3 separate regions of the Mus musculus genome follow, and all the other regions are linked to region 1. The links are chromatin contacts, called in public ChIA-PET and HiChIP or PLAC-seq maps. All regions are on one chromosome and are shown on one strand. Each heading gives the region's core, a stretch centred on a gene start, on an enhancer-like site or on the middle of the called end of the contact. The rest is flanking DNA. Distances are from core to core; before and after follow the strand shown. Region 1 holds the start of Samsn1 (SAM domain, SH3 domain and nuclear localization signals, 1). Region 2 overlaps Nrip1 (nuclear receptor interacting protein 1). Region 3 overlaps Nrip1 (nuclear receptor interacting protein 1).

The links. ChIA-PET counts read pairs in DNA pulled down with a chosen protein or histone mark. HiChIP or PLAC-seq counts read pairs in DNA pulled down with a chosen protein or histone mark.
Region 2: an RNA polymerase II ChIA-PET map of effector CD8 T cells shows a contact between it and region 1, with 6 read pairs. The contact joins the enhancer-like site here to the promoter of Samsn1 in region 1. A contact is called at or near these places in 1 of 484 Hi-C or Micro-C datasets (palatal mesenchyme) and 4 of 115 datasets of contacts at active chromatin or transcription factors (bone marrow-derived dendritic cells, effector CD8 T cells, microglia and 1 more).
Region 3: a contact with region 1 is called in an H3K4me3 HiChIP or PLAC-seq map of bone marrow-derived macrophages, with 4 times the contacts expected there. The contact joins the enhancer-like site here to the promoter of Samsn1 in region 1. A contact is called at or near these places in 3 of 39 promoter capture datasets (the HPC-7 cell line, frontonasal cranial neural crest and pre-B cells), 7 of 484 Hi-C or Micro-C datasets (the Ba/F3 cell line, LSK cells, Th1 cells and 4 more) and 3 of 115 datasets of contacts at active chromatin or transcription factors (bone marrow-derived dendritic cells, bone marrow-derived macrophages and double positive thymocytes).

Annotation. Positions count from the first base shown.
Region 1 is chr16:75,907,825-75,912,444 of GRCm38.p6, forward strand. Samsn1 (SAM domain, SH3 domain and nuclear localization signals, 1) reads right to left here and starts at 1,442. Exons shown (of 8, transcript NM_023380.2): 1 at 1,306-1,442. The coding sequence starts at 1,362.
Region 2 is chr16:76,321,322-76,325,958 of GRCm38.p6, forward strand. The region is part of intron 3 of Nrip1 (nuclear receptor interacting protein 1); the gene reads right to left. Among named protein-coding and RNA genes, the nearest start is that of Gm30569, 23 kb to the left of the region's middle. Within about 2 kb of position 2,345, at least 73 of the 459 cell types and tissues checked have an H3K27ac peak or open chromatin away from gene starts, as enhancers often do. A contact at or near this core is called in effector CD8 T cells and regulatory T cells, where this site is marked.
Region 3 is chr16:76,356,306-76,361,264 of GRCm38.p6, forward strand. The region is part of intron 1 of Nrip1 (nuclear receptor interacting protein 1); the gene reads right to left. Among named protein-coding and RNA genes, the nearest start is that of Nrip1, 14 kb to the right of the region's middle. Within about 2 kb of position 2,001, at least 32 of the 459 cell types and tissues checked have an H3K27ac peak or open chromatin away from gene starts, as enhancers often do. A contact at or near this core is called in bone marrow-derived macrophages, where this site is marked.

The DNA.
Region 1 (4,620 bases), core at 192-2,691:
AACCTTTGTTGACTTTTTTTGCATTAGAAACAATAATGTTGAAAATCATCTAGTTTTAGTTTCCTGTACTTGGAAATAATGAATTCTCAGTTTACTTCAGATCTTTTGCCAAAGGTTTTAAACCGTTGAAGACTGTCCTGTGCCTACTCAGTTCAGAAGGAAAATCAGTCCCCAAACTGTCTCTCTCCCAATGAGAAATAAAAGCTGATGACAAAGTGTAAACTCCTTAAAAACAAAGAATCCACTAGTATTTATCTCACCAACAAAAAGATTGAATTTATTTGAGAAACGTTAGGAATGTATAAACAGGACAGAAATTTTCTGACATCACAACTTCATACTAAAGAAATTAATGTTACTAGTAAATGACGTTTAAAGTTCTATAAGAATGTAAACTTGGCTTTTCCTATATTATTTTTAATGCCAATTGTTATCAAGAGAAAGAATAAAAGAACATACTACATAAGACTGGCTTATCAAATTTACTAATTTATAAATTTTGTGTCTTCTCAAAATAGGGCACAATTCTCTCTAATGACAATGTGAAAATGCATGTCTACTACAAGATATCATAGCTGAACATTCAAATTACAAAAAGAATTTTAAAAAACTAACCTAAAATTTCTCCATTTTAGTCTTCTTACTGTTATGTATTTTAAATATCTACAATTTAACAGATAAAATAATTCCTTCAGAACACTGGTAAGATATTGAACAACCAAGGAATGAAAAATAGGCAGAGAATTCATGATATTAATGGTTAAGTGGAGGCCACCAAACAGAGTTCCATAAAATTATCCTAACCCAATCTTAGCTAACAACATAAAGGGTTGAATCTAATACACAATTGTGAAGACCATAATTGCTCATCAGTATGCAAATTCTTCCATATGTATTTTGATGCACTTAGTCCTCTACTTAAATTAATTTAGAAGTGACAGATAAAATGTCATGTAAGTAGTAGGGTGATGATGTAGGCTGTGAGTGTGCATGTATGCTTGTGTGTGTGTGTGTGTGTGTGTGTGTGTGTGTGTGTGTGTGTGTGAGAGAGAGAGAGAGAGAGAGAGAGAGAGAGAGAGAGAGATGTATGTCACTGTGTGGTTTGTTTGAATGTGTTGTGTGCTTGAATGAGTTTGTGTATGTGTGTGTATACACGTATATGTGCGTATGTGTAAATGGTATGTGTGTGTGTGTGTGTGTGTGTGTGTGTGTGTGTCTGGTGTGTCTGTGTTATACATTTGCAAGTAAGTGTTGCTTTCTAGTACAGTATTTGGTTAGTTTTACTCTGTAAGAAAATAAACTTACCTTCGGTTTTTGGTGTTTCTCCTTGTCTGAGGCATTGGATGGCTTCCTCTTTAGCATTTTGAATTCTGGCCACCTCTAGTGAGCACAGTTGCTGCTGTTACAGAGACAACTGAGAGCAGGCACGGGTGCTCTCCGTGATACCCAGCATCTGATAGCACTGAGGAAGTGTCTGATGTGACACTTCCTCCTCTGGTCAGGATGTGACTTCAGTGTCTGCTTGGTTGAAGGTTTCTTTTTTTTTTTTTTTTTTTTTTCCTTTCCTTCCTTACCGTAATTATTTGGTAACTCTGTACTGTATTCTCGGTGCTGTATTCTATGATATAATTCTTAGCTCACACCTTTGACATGGCTACGGTAATTACTAAGGGTGTAATGGTTTGGAAAACAAAACTTATTTTCTCAGTTTATGTAAAAGAATTTAACACATTAAAAAAGATGGCACAAGAGGAAAATATCTGAACCTTTTAAATGAAATCAAACAGAATATTGTGGATTTTTAAAAGTTTGAGACTATTTAAAGAATTCCATTTTATATTTTTATAATATTTTATTATTTGAGGTTATATAATACACTTACATCATTTCCACCTTTTCATTTTTCTCCTTCCAAATTTTCCAGGGAACCTACCTTTCAATTTCATTGCCCACTTTTTAAATGTGACATATGTCTGTATCTTTCTCAATACATAATTGTATATTTCTACATGACGATCAATTTGAAGTTAAATAATATTAATCCTCCCTAAAGCTACCGTAATAGGGTATAGATTAAAAGTACCTAACTGTAATAGGATTCTAGCTCCAGATATTGATGAGTGGGCATTGGTGACATTGAAAAAGCAAGCATATCATTGTTAAAACCCCCTGATTAATAAAAGAACCACTTCCTGCTACATAGTATACGTACTCTGTACCCTGGTAATGCCTGGTTGGTGGGTGATGCTACCGACTGCTCAGTCCTCTCTCCAGACAAGGCATCCAGTGTCTACTAAGTGGGCCTGGAATAGCCCCAATATGTCTTAAAGGTTTTGCTGAAAGCCAGATCCAGAGATCCAGATAAAAGAGAAGGTTGCTCAGACTTCCTTGAAAAATGAAGCCCTTATCAGATGAGCTTGTGCAGATTGTTTCAAATGCAGGCTCTGGTTAAATGGCCTGCTTCAAGAAAACTTGTACTTTCTGCTCATAAACTCCTCAGATTAAAAACAGTAGCACCATATTTTTAGGAAGTGCTTCTCTAAGAATCATGCTCTGGCCCTCTTTTCTCAGTTGTCCCTCCCACCTCTCTGCCTTCGTCCTGGAGTCCCAGCTGAAATTCACTAATTCGCTTAAATACTAAATTGAATACCCACTCTGTGCTATTGAACGTAGTGGGTACTCAATTTCTATGCAATAAACCTCTTAACTAGCAAGAACAAAATGGTATTTTATGCACTACAATAGAATTGGGTAAACCACTTAAGAGGATTGGAGTTAATAAACAGCTGCAGTGGCAGGAGGGTAATTTTGAGAAGTAAGAGGTTAGTATTTTCAGAACAATGACAGGGGAATAACACCAGACAACCTGAAAACCTAAGGCTCGGTAATTCCCTAGCAGTGTGACTTTCTGTAAATTTTCTGGGTGGTTCTCAGTTAACCCAAGGGAATAAACTATTCCGTCGCCTAAGAAATTAAGAGCCATGAAAAGATATTTTCTTATCTGAGACATCAGTGCTCCTTGTACTCTTCCATCTCTTTGTGAAACGGATGGGAGTTTAATTCAGGAGTGGAATTTGATCAGTTCAGTGAGGAGGATAATGGTGATAGTTCCTAAATGATCGTTTCACTGAGAATCAAAGCTAATGCCAATATGGGCCGCCCTTATGCACCATCACTTCAGAATAGTTTACACCAAAAATTATCTGTAGATAATGAATGAATATTAAATATCAAAGTTATATTTGGAGAATTTTTTATAGTTTACATTTTTATAATGACAACTAAAACAGTGAATATTCAAATTGCTGGTACTAACATTTTGTGTGTGTGTTCAGCTGAAATGCAGTTATGCAACATTTGATATTAACGCTCTTCCAAATTGCCGTAAACCCCTAACTTAAACCTCCATGCCAGTCACTGGAAACACACTTCTAGTTCTTAATTGGTGGTGAGAGCAACTCCAAGAGTCAAACAAAACAATGCATTCTATTGTCATTGTCCTTGGTTACCTCCCAGATGTGAGCATGATATATGGTGATGAAGATAGTACACACTCCAGACATAGGGCTTAGATGAATTAAGCAGGAACTGATCAGGAAAGCTCGTCTGAGAAGTAGCTCCCATGGTGTCAGAAGACATTTATGCAAACTGCTAAGAACTAGTTGCTTAGAAAAATATGCCCAGTGGAACAATCGGAGCATGACTCTCTTGGGGATGACAAACAGCTCTCTCATGGGTTTTATGGCCCAGGCAACAGGAAATCCTTGCATGGTGCTGTAAACGTAGCCAAGGGCCTGTGGCTGGACATGTCATGGACCCTAGAGAAGACCTACTACACTACGAAGGATGAAAGGACAAGGAGTAGGGAGGGGTTCAGGATCTCAGATGAAATAACAAGGGGACTCAGGTGTATATGTAAATAAAGATTAAGTGTATGCACATATGAAATTATCAGAGTATAAATTAGATGATTTTTATAGTAAACAATATTATACTTAAGAATTACATATAAACATCTGTTTGTATATCTAAGCATTTGACCAGTTTTAATACCATAAGGTGGATTCAAATTGTAAATAAAATTAATATTTTTGTTTAAATTTATATATGAAAGATGTGATTCCAGACTTTCATTCATTTAGGAAAATTTTTCTCTGATGGTGAAAAGGTATGATGTATGAGCTCTTATTACAATGCAACCATGCTGCAGTCCTGTTTGGAAGACATCGTGTAACAACTGCTTCTATTAACTTACTTATATTTTAGGGAAGTTTAGATATTTAATGAGTGGCCCCCAAATGGTCCAGTTCAGAAGTCAATTCTACAACAAGACAGAGGTAAGGATTCACATTGAATACACCTTCCGTTAGTCATGGCTCGAGTCAGCCACTGGGCCACATGTTGCTTCAGATATGTGTGAAAGAAGGAAATTGCAAAAGTGTCCTCTTGGTAGTTTGCTTTCACATGCTACCTCAAGGATTTTATAACATGCACAGGATGAAACAAGTATGGGACAGGGTGTCCACAACCACTTCCTATTTGTATCATGGACGGTGAGTCAAAATTGTCAAAAAATTTCAATGGAAGTGAGAAAATAGGGTATATATTTCGAGAAATTAG
Region 2 (4,637 bases), core at 1,095-3,594, 410 kb after region 1:
CAAATTTTCCTTATTTTAGAGTGCAACCCCGCAATGTCAGACATGGAGAATGCAAAGAAAGGGCAAGGAGATGGGGAGGAAGGAGTTAATGCCTTTAGAATTCGGTTTCCATCATACATGGGTGACTATCTCTTTAAATAATTTAAATCCTCTCCATCAACTACAAAGCTGTTTTGAAGCCATTTAGCTTTCTTCTTTACATGTGTTCTAATTAAGAAATGACCTTGTCATCACGCACACCAGAAATCCGGGATTATTTCCTACAGCAAAAAATTCACAAAGCCTCCCCCCCCCCCAAAAAAAAAAGAGAGTAGAGGTGGGGGGAGGGGAGAGAGACTTCTTCCCCAGTTCCCTCACTGAGGAAGTTGTTGGTTGGCTGAATGCTGAAGCAGTTCCACCGCATAATTTTTTTTCTGTTGTTGTTGAATGTCACAGGGCGGGTTAGAGTGACCTTGAGCTGCATCAGCGGCTCAGCAAGGGTCGAGATGCCTGCAGGCGCCCTTGTACTGGATTTGCAAGACAAAAACCTTCAAACTGGCTGAAGGACATCTTAAATCTCTTCAAAGGTTTCCCGAACTAATCTGGGCTGCTCTTAGCAGGATCAGCGCCAGTATGAGAAGCAAAATTAAAAACAAGGTCTTTGACAGGATGCTGTCTCCTCTTAACCCTTCCAGAGCAGAACAGAAGACGTTACAAGCACTCTGGAGAGATGGCTTACCTAGAAGCACTCTTTCATAACAAATTATGTAAGCAAGAAATCACAAAAAGAAGGGAGGGGGGAACTATTAGTCCTCAAAAGTAAACATTCCTTCCGTTTTATTTATAATGAATTCAAGCTGGGTATTTTTTTTTTCCTTGACTATACTTTAGTGTCATGGTGATAAACCTGAAAACTACAGCTATATCTTAGATTTGCAGCACTGTAAAAATCAAATCACTCCATCGACACGAATCTAGGACTTTCAGTGTTTGAAAAATAAGCTCTGGGCTGGTTAAATCGAAGACCAGGTACGATTGCATATACCTTGCTAAAGTGACAATCAAATAGTATCATGTGACTAGAAACAGACCTGAGAAGGACCTGAGAAGAACCTGGTAAAGCTAGCTCAGTGCTGTTTGCTGGGAGAGGCAAACGTGCCCTTTTCCACACTGTTCTCAGCATCTCCATCCATGTATAGGCCAAAAGAGAAAGAAGAGCGAGGCAGTTGAGGCTTCCTTGCTATGGTTTGAGTGTGACACCCCCAGACTTATGTGTTAGAGCCTGCATCCTCAATTTCATCCACTAATGGTACTAACGGGATGGAATGATGTCATAAAGGTGTGGCCCCTATAAAGGAAGAAATTAGCACTTAGAATGGCAGGTCTCTGAGTGCTCTCACTGCGCAGTATCCCCTGCTATCCAGTGATTCTTAGGATGTACCATGCAGCCTTCACCAGACACCAAGCAAATGACTGCACAGTGCTCCCAGACTGCTCAGTACCGAGAAACATGCATTCCTCTTCCGGTACTCAGCCTTGGGTATATTGTTAGAGCAGCAGAAAACAGACTAAAGAGAGGTAAATGTTTGGCCTTTCCCAAAGCAGGGCCTTTGGATTTCAATGCAGGAGCTATAGTAGGCAAGTTTGAAAATAATTATTCTAAAACCAAACAATACAAAATGATAAAAACAAAAACAAAATAACAGAGTGGGGCACAGTAGTGCACACCTTTGATCCCAGAACTCAGGAGGCAGAGGCATGGGGATCTCTGTGAGTTCCTGGAAGCTTGGTCTTTAGAGCTTGGAGGTCCAGGACATCCAAGGCTATACAGTGAAACCCTGTCTGGGAAGAAGAAAAAAAAAAACAAAAACAAAAAACAAAAACCAACAATGACAAAACAAACAAATAAACAAACACACCAGCTCTAGCGCTCAGAACACAGTTTCATGAAGTAAACTGGGTACTGTTGTGACTGGACTGTGAGATGGCTCAGTAGGTAAAAACAGCTTGCTGCACATGTTATCTACTTGAGTCTGGTTCCTGGAACCCACATAAAGCTAGAGAGGGAGAACCCAAGCCAAAGTTGTCCCCTGACCTGCACACCCCATCCCAGGATTAACAACAACAACAACAATAGCAACAAGCGAGTAGTTAGCAGAAGCAAGAAGCAAGGAAATTATTTCCTCTCAGAAAACAGCATAAGTAAGTTCAGGACTCTACTGAACCTCAACCACATCTCCACTCACGAGAATTCAGCTATGTAGTTGTAAAACACACGCGCTCAGGGCTGTAATACCTAGCAAGTTCATAACAGCACTGTGCACCGCACATCTTTTCTTTGTTCTCTGTGCAGAGAGAGAGGCAGGGAGCTGATGCTGCTAAGTGCTAAGCTGGAAGCATTCATTCATTTGGCAAGTGCCCTGGACACACCCAAGTAGGGATGACCTAGGTTTTGGTTATCTGCGTGTGCAGATGGTGAGAGAGGTGGCGGCTAAAGATGGAGACAGCCCACCACAAGAAAATGACCACATTCTAGGTCAGAGCAACGGATTTGCAGGCAGAGCAGAGCTGGGGTGACACAGGAAGGGGTAGCTATTTATTGTGACTGGAGATTAAGCTAACAATGCTCTCAGCTCCAAGGACTTTTGAGTCAAGGCCACACCAAGGAGCTTAGGCCTTTATCTGGTGGGAATGCATGGTTTATAGGAAAAGATATGATTAAAGGGATGTTTTAAAAAAACAAAACAAACAAAACAAAAACTGTGGGGTTGGTGATGGTTTGGGGAGAGGATGTGGTAGACCAGTTGGTGCAAAGAAGAAGTCAAGAGTCAAATGAAGGTGTGGGCAGCCCAGTTCAACACAGCTCAGAAAATAATACAAATGAGGACTGAACATTTAGGAAGCAATTTGTGGAACATAAAGAGTGCTACAAGATAGATGTTAATTAACAGCAAAAGATGAAAATAATATAATTACATTTCTAGCATAGGTGTATAAAATACTGTGTTGATATGATCTGTCTGAAATTTCAAGGAAAACAAAAATTCCAGTAGAAATAAGAATTTGCAATCTGACCTGTACATAATTCAAATATATTCTCATCCTAATATATTCTCATCCTTGGCAAAGGCTTTGTTTATGATGAAAGCAGTGTGCAACATTTTTTAAACAATGTGAAGGCATAGTTCTGCTTTTCTTTTTTTGTTTTACTTATCTGAGAAAGGGTCTTACATCCTACATAGTCTCAGCTAGCCTTGAACTCATGATTTTACCTCACTAGCCTCTCTCTGAAGTGCCAGGATTATATGACTAGGTCACTGCACCCACCTCAAGGCCTATTTTTTTTTTTTTTGGCTAGGAGCCAGAAGCTGGAGTAGCAGTCTGGCTTAAATTACTGTATGGTTGCTGGAGCAAAGAGTTTTATACAACACTAGTAAAGGAAAAAATAAATAGTTGATAAACATTAACTGAGGGCCTACTATGCTTGGAACAAAAAAAAAAAAAAAAAAAAAAAAAAAGATTAAAGGACTCCCAGTGTTCTGTGGATTTCTTGCTGTGCTTCCAGATTATCACTGGTAATCACATGAAGTCCCAAATTCCAGCTCGCATCATGACATCACCATACAATAAGAGACTCTGAGCTGTTAATAAATCAAGAGTCTGATGAGAAGCCATTTTGGGATTACCATCCAGCCGCAAGGTACACACTGCATTCCCAGAACTCTCAGGAAGACCCAGTACTCAGGGAACTTAAGAGTCGTTAAATACTCTAGAGACTGACTGTCCTGCTAAGACCTCAGAAGGAATTTAACAGAGTGTCAGCCAAGGTAGAACAGGAGGGTGCAGGGAGCAGGAGTCACTAGGGCCAAGGAAGTATCTGCCAGAGCACAAAAGGCAAGCCAGCATCAGGGGTCAGGCTGAGGCAAGAGGAAGGAAGGGCGCAGAGAGGAGGGGAGGGGAGAGGAGGGGAGGGGAGGGGAGGGGAGGGGAGGGGAGGGGAGGGGAGGGGAGGGGAGGAGAGGAGGAGAGGGAAACACTTGAAGGGGAGCCTACCATTGTCCCAAAAGAAGACATGGACTTCATCCTAAGACTGCATTAATGAGAAAGCTTTCACAATCTCAACAGTGAGATCTCCACAGGAGAAGGGCGTGGAGTGTCACCAGTCATAAAAAGGGACTGCTCTTGAAAGCCAGGGTTACTGACAGTGCCTGGCTAGGAATGACCTTATGAGTATCCACAAATAAAATGACTTCTTGACTAAGCATCTCTGGCTTATGGCTGCCAAGCTGACACTGGCAATAGGTTCCAGGACATTCTACGTCTAGACATTAATAGAAGAGTGGGTAACATGATGAACTCTGTAGAAGTTAAGAAGAAATTAGACAAATGTACGAAACACAAGTTAGGTGACATTAGGAGGAATGCATAGAACATTCTGGCTGGCAATGTGAATTCTAATATCAGCAGTCTCTGAGTATGAGTGAGTGATGCTCCAGGGTCCTTAAGGGTCCCTATTCAGGATGCACAAGAGATCAAGACTACTTTCATGAGACAAAACAAATGTGGTTTTGGGGTGTCTTTCTAACGTGTGTGCGCGGTGCCATTCAGGAGCCACATGCCAATGTTTTAATGGCTATTGAAGTGCATCTTAGGATACT
Region 3 (4,959 bases), core at 751-3,250, 450 kb after region 1:
TCTAGGAAGAACTGGGATGGGTTGAGTGCACACCTACCACGCTGTATGTCTAACTCGCTCCAATAGCATCAGATCACATACGTCACCTTCTCTTTTTCTGGATGCTCACGCCTGTGGAGGTCAGAAGCTGAGGCTGGGTGTCCATCGCATGTTCTGAGACAGAGGCTCTGCCTGAAGGTGGAGCGCACCAGCCCATCGTGCTGGTCTAGCTGGGCCCTGCGTCCACAGCCCAAGTGTTAAAAGACTGCAGGTTCTAAGCATCTGACTCCTTGTTCTCATGCTTACACGGCAAGCGCCTTGCTGACTGAGCCTCCTCCCTACCCCCACTGTGTCCTTTTAAAGTAATAAATTAGAAGGCTTTATTTGTATATATAAATTAATTTGCTTTGGATGAGCTTCGTTTTGAAATACAATTCAAGGTCAATTTTTAGCTTTACAAGAGGAATTTCTCTCTCTCTCTCTTTTTTAACCAGAACGGGTGTGAGGCTGAGTTCAAACTCCCAGCACTGCTTCCAGTGGACTTTGCTACATCTTTTTATTTGCACTAACACTTCCAGTGGCATTTTTGTTTTCTAATAAAAAGGCCACATTGTTTCTCTCGACACTTCTTCAAAGCCCACCTCACTGACAGTGGTTTAAGCTCCTAGCACATTGATTGTGATATTATCCTAAGTTCTAAAACAGCCACAAAATGTCAGGATTTTCCCACTCCTCGGACATTTACAAGACATAGATGCCAAGGTTTATAATCACAACTTGACCACCGTTTATTGTTAAATATTGGTATAACTGGAAACCAATTATCTTAACAGTATAGCATAGCTTTCTGGAAAGAAAAACATCACACAAAATGAAAAAGAAGATGAGGGAAAGTGATCTCCGGGTGTTGGATCATACTTAGAAATGGAATATTAAATGTGCATTCGTCTCTGCGTTCCGTGTGGAGAAGCATGGGTTGAAGAAAGGGGGCTGGGCCTATAACCCAGTTACACGGAAGTTCTGGCCGGCCTCTGCAGCGAGAAGGTGCACACGCCAATTCTGCATCACACGCTTAGACGACTGGAGCAAACTCCACCCACCGTGCCCGCATGGGGCTCTGACATTTTCCTTTTCCTTTTCTGTAGATCACAATGCTTCAACATCATAATGATCTATTTATCTGAAAGACTTTCCCTCTGGAACAGCCTAGGACACAATGCCACCATGCCTCTGGTAGGCACAGTGATCAATCAAGATTCCACCCCCTCCATGTGGCCCACAAACTATATCGTTCTGCTTGTTTCACACTACTGAAGCAAACGAAGATGATTCCTGTATACCAGGTCCAAACCTATACCTAACTCAAGCTACTATATGATATCAGCGATCATATTGTTATATATAAGAAGATGTAGGTCATTAGTTCCTAGCCATTGTACTACCTAGAATTAAATGGCTACATTTAAGACTCCCTAGTCTTAAAAGTTGCTTTCCCTGCCCAGCCCTTCATTGCTTGTCCCATGGAAATCCCAATAAACGCCAGCCCAGTCTCCTCCCTAGCTCCTCTTGGTGGCTCTGGGCAACATTGTTGCTTCCCCACACCACCAAGCCCTGAGCTTACATGTTCTGAGAAGCCATGAGCACAGTAACTTCTTCTTCTGAGCCACTTTCTCATTTCTCAATGACCATACATTCCTAACGAAGAACAGCGTGTGAGCAGGACGTGGAGACTTCTTTTATTTCTCTCTCCACCTTGTAAAACACATATAATGATATGGAGATAAGCCTCCCTTCTGCTTGCAAAAGAGGTGCCCAAGGAAAGCCGCCTGACAATTCTGTAAGCAAAAAGGAAATTCTAGACGGACGACGTCGCTCAGGTTAACACAAGAGAAAGCTATGACGCCGACTGGAAAGGCGAGGTCAAGAGAACTCCAGTTAGACGCACCTGCTATGGACTATGTTAAATCGTAATTTTGTCAAGGAGACACTCCCCTTCCCGCCTCACCTGCTCACCCACCCCTTTTGCATTCAGCTCCATAAACAGCAGTTATCCCCCATTATAAAACAGTCGACGGTTAAAGGACTGAGCCAACCAAGAGCGTACAATCTTCCATAACTGACATTTACAGCATCGGCCTTGGACTTCTAATCTTTCCCAGACGGGCACACAAATCAATCCATCAGCTCATAAAGGTGTGCTTTTTTAACCTCTAAATCAGATGGGATTGGCCAGAAGTGTCTGGCATGTCAAACTGCTAATCACTGCTGCCCTCGGCTTAGGTTGAGGCAGGGTTGCACTGTAACCGACATCAGCCTGTGGGAAACCCATTTAACTGTCACACACCCCTGCCACTCCTGCTAGCCCTTAATTAAGCCTAATGCCTTATGCTCTGACCTTTTGTTCCAGCCTATTAACCCTATCCAGTACAAGTTCAATTACGCTACACTAAAAACTTTGCTGTAAAATATTAAATGCCAAGCTCCAAAAACCATAAGGGGTATTATCTTAACTTTAGGTTCTGGGCACCATGATACTCAATGCATTTAAAAGGAAAAAAAAAATGAGTTCCCTTCTGAAGCCATGCTGATTTTTACAGAAGAACCCCATCTCCGTTCCACCAACCTCCTTATTTTATAAAAAGAACAATTCAGAAAACGTCAAATGACTCACCCATTCCACAGCTCTGCCACGGCTCTCAAACACCACGGTGTCTGTGATTAACAGCTAAACTACCATGGTCAGCATTACAGCATTAGGAAGACAATACTACTTTTCAGTATCTATTAGGAAAAGTTATAGATAATGGATGGATGGATGGATGGATAGAAAGGTAGATAGATAGATATTCCTGAAACACAATAAATCACAACTGCAATATAGTTTAGAAGTGATGTTTCCTTTCTCCTCCAAGAATTCCTCCTCTTCTGGACTCACTTCTTTTGCTTTTTAGAAACAATATCGCCATGGTCACAGAGGAATGTCAAGTACTGCAACACCCCCAAGGTAATATGCCGAAAGGTAATGTTTTTCTAACGTTCCATTGACAAGTTTGATTGAGCCAATAATTTGAGCTACAAAATGTAGAATCACCAGACAAACATACCGCTCATACACACACACACACATATATATATATATATATATATACATATATATATACATATATATATGTGTGTGTGTGTATGTGTGTGTGTTGTGTGTGTCTGTATATATATATGTATATGTGTGTGTGTGTATATATATATATATATGAATAGATCTTTTTTCTACACATGTAATTATGGATTTCTGTTCACTTACAAGAATCTCAAAAATCTGAACCAAGAAATATTAGAACTTCACAGCAGGCTAAATCAAACGCAGTCCAAGTTAGCATGCTCATTTTATACATAGCAACCTGTTTCTCATTCTCCTTCCGTATACCTCACACCACTACCAAAAAAAAAAAAAAAAAAACCTTCTTTATTGCTTTTACTGTAACATAACAATTAAAACACAATCAATGCCATAAAATGTAAAGTGTCTACAGCAACTGGATCAGAGGCATGTTAAGTTTAGTTTTGTGGGGCTGGAGAGATGATGACTTAGTGGCTAAACCTGCTTATAAAGAGGACCCAAGTTCTGGTCCCAGCACTGCATCTGACAGCTCACAACCTGGGAAAACTGCAGCTCCGGGGGACCCGAGGCTCGCTGGCTCACAGGGACCTTCACGCATGCTACAGATAAACTCACACAGACACACTCGCGTAACTATGAATAAAAATAAATAAAGATAACTTAGCTTTACCCTTTCAAAGGATTAAAACCAACGTTTTGCCATTTTGTTTGCTGCCAAAAGGACCTATTTTTAAACTGACATCTATATTAATATTCTTAACTACGTCGAATTCTCAACCTCAAGGTTTAAGGTAACCTTCTATTAAACGGAATAGGTATGTCTGCAGAAGCAGAGCCATTCAGATGTGTGCAAGCCCACTAATAATTCTACTCTGAAGGGAGGGAGTTTTAAAGGGAAAACTAATCAGGGGGTATGTTCATGATACTAGAGCAACGCCCTCAGAGAAAGGAATCAGGGCGTTACTGGGAGGAACATACCAGAAGGGATAAGATGTGAACCTTGTGGACGAATAACTGGCCGAACTCAAGAAACACCTGACATTCACTGCCAGGGACAGGTGAAGTTATGGCCACTAAAGTCTTTGTCGCGAACTGGTGAGATGTCTCAGCAGGTAACAGCATGTGCTGCCAAGCCAGACGACCTGAGTTCAACCCCTGGAACCCAAGTAGTGGAAGAATACCAAGTGCCACAAGTGTGCCCTCACATGTTGGCCGGCGGGCGGGTGTGTGCACCATACATATACACACATACCACATACATACTACACACACACACACACATACCACACACACCACATACATACTACACATACACCACACACACACAGACACATCACACACACACACACACACACAAAATCTTGTCTTCACAAAACACAAACCCATGTTAAAGTAATTTTAAGAACACTGTTAAAGATCAAAAACAATATAGGTTTTGATAATATGTACATACCAAGATAATATATACACTTTATTTAGCATTGAAACTAAATCTCTCAGTAGCTGGATTATCTGAACTTCACTTCCATATCATTTTATTTTCTGCCTCCCATCAGTCATACAATAACACTATAGCATAACAGGATTCGTACCCAGCAGAGCAAACCTGTCTTTAAACCCTACAAGGGACTTTGAATCCTACTGACACCTACAGTGTAGCAGGCTTCGTTTGTGTCTTCAACCATTCTTGATAAGTTAACTTTGTAGGACTTCTAAAAACCAAAATTATCCAGGTGTGGTGGCCATGCCTTTAATCTCTGTATCCAGGAGACAGAGACAGTCATATTTCTGAGTTTGAGGCCAGCCTGGTTATACACGGGTAGTTCCAGGACAGCCAGAGCTACACAAGGAAACCCTACCTC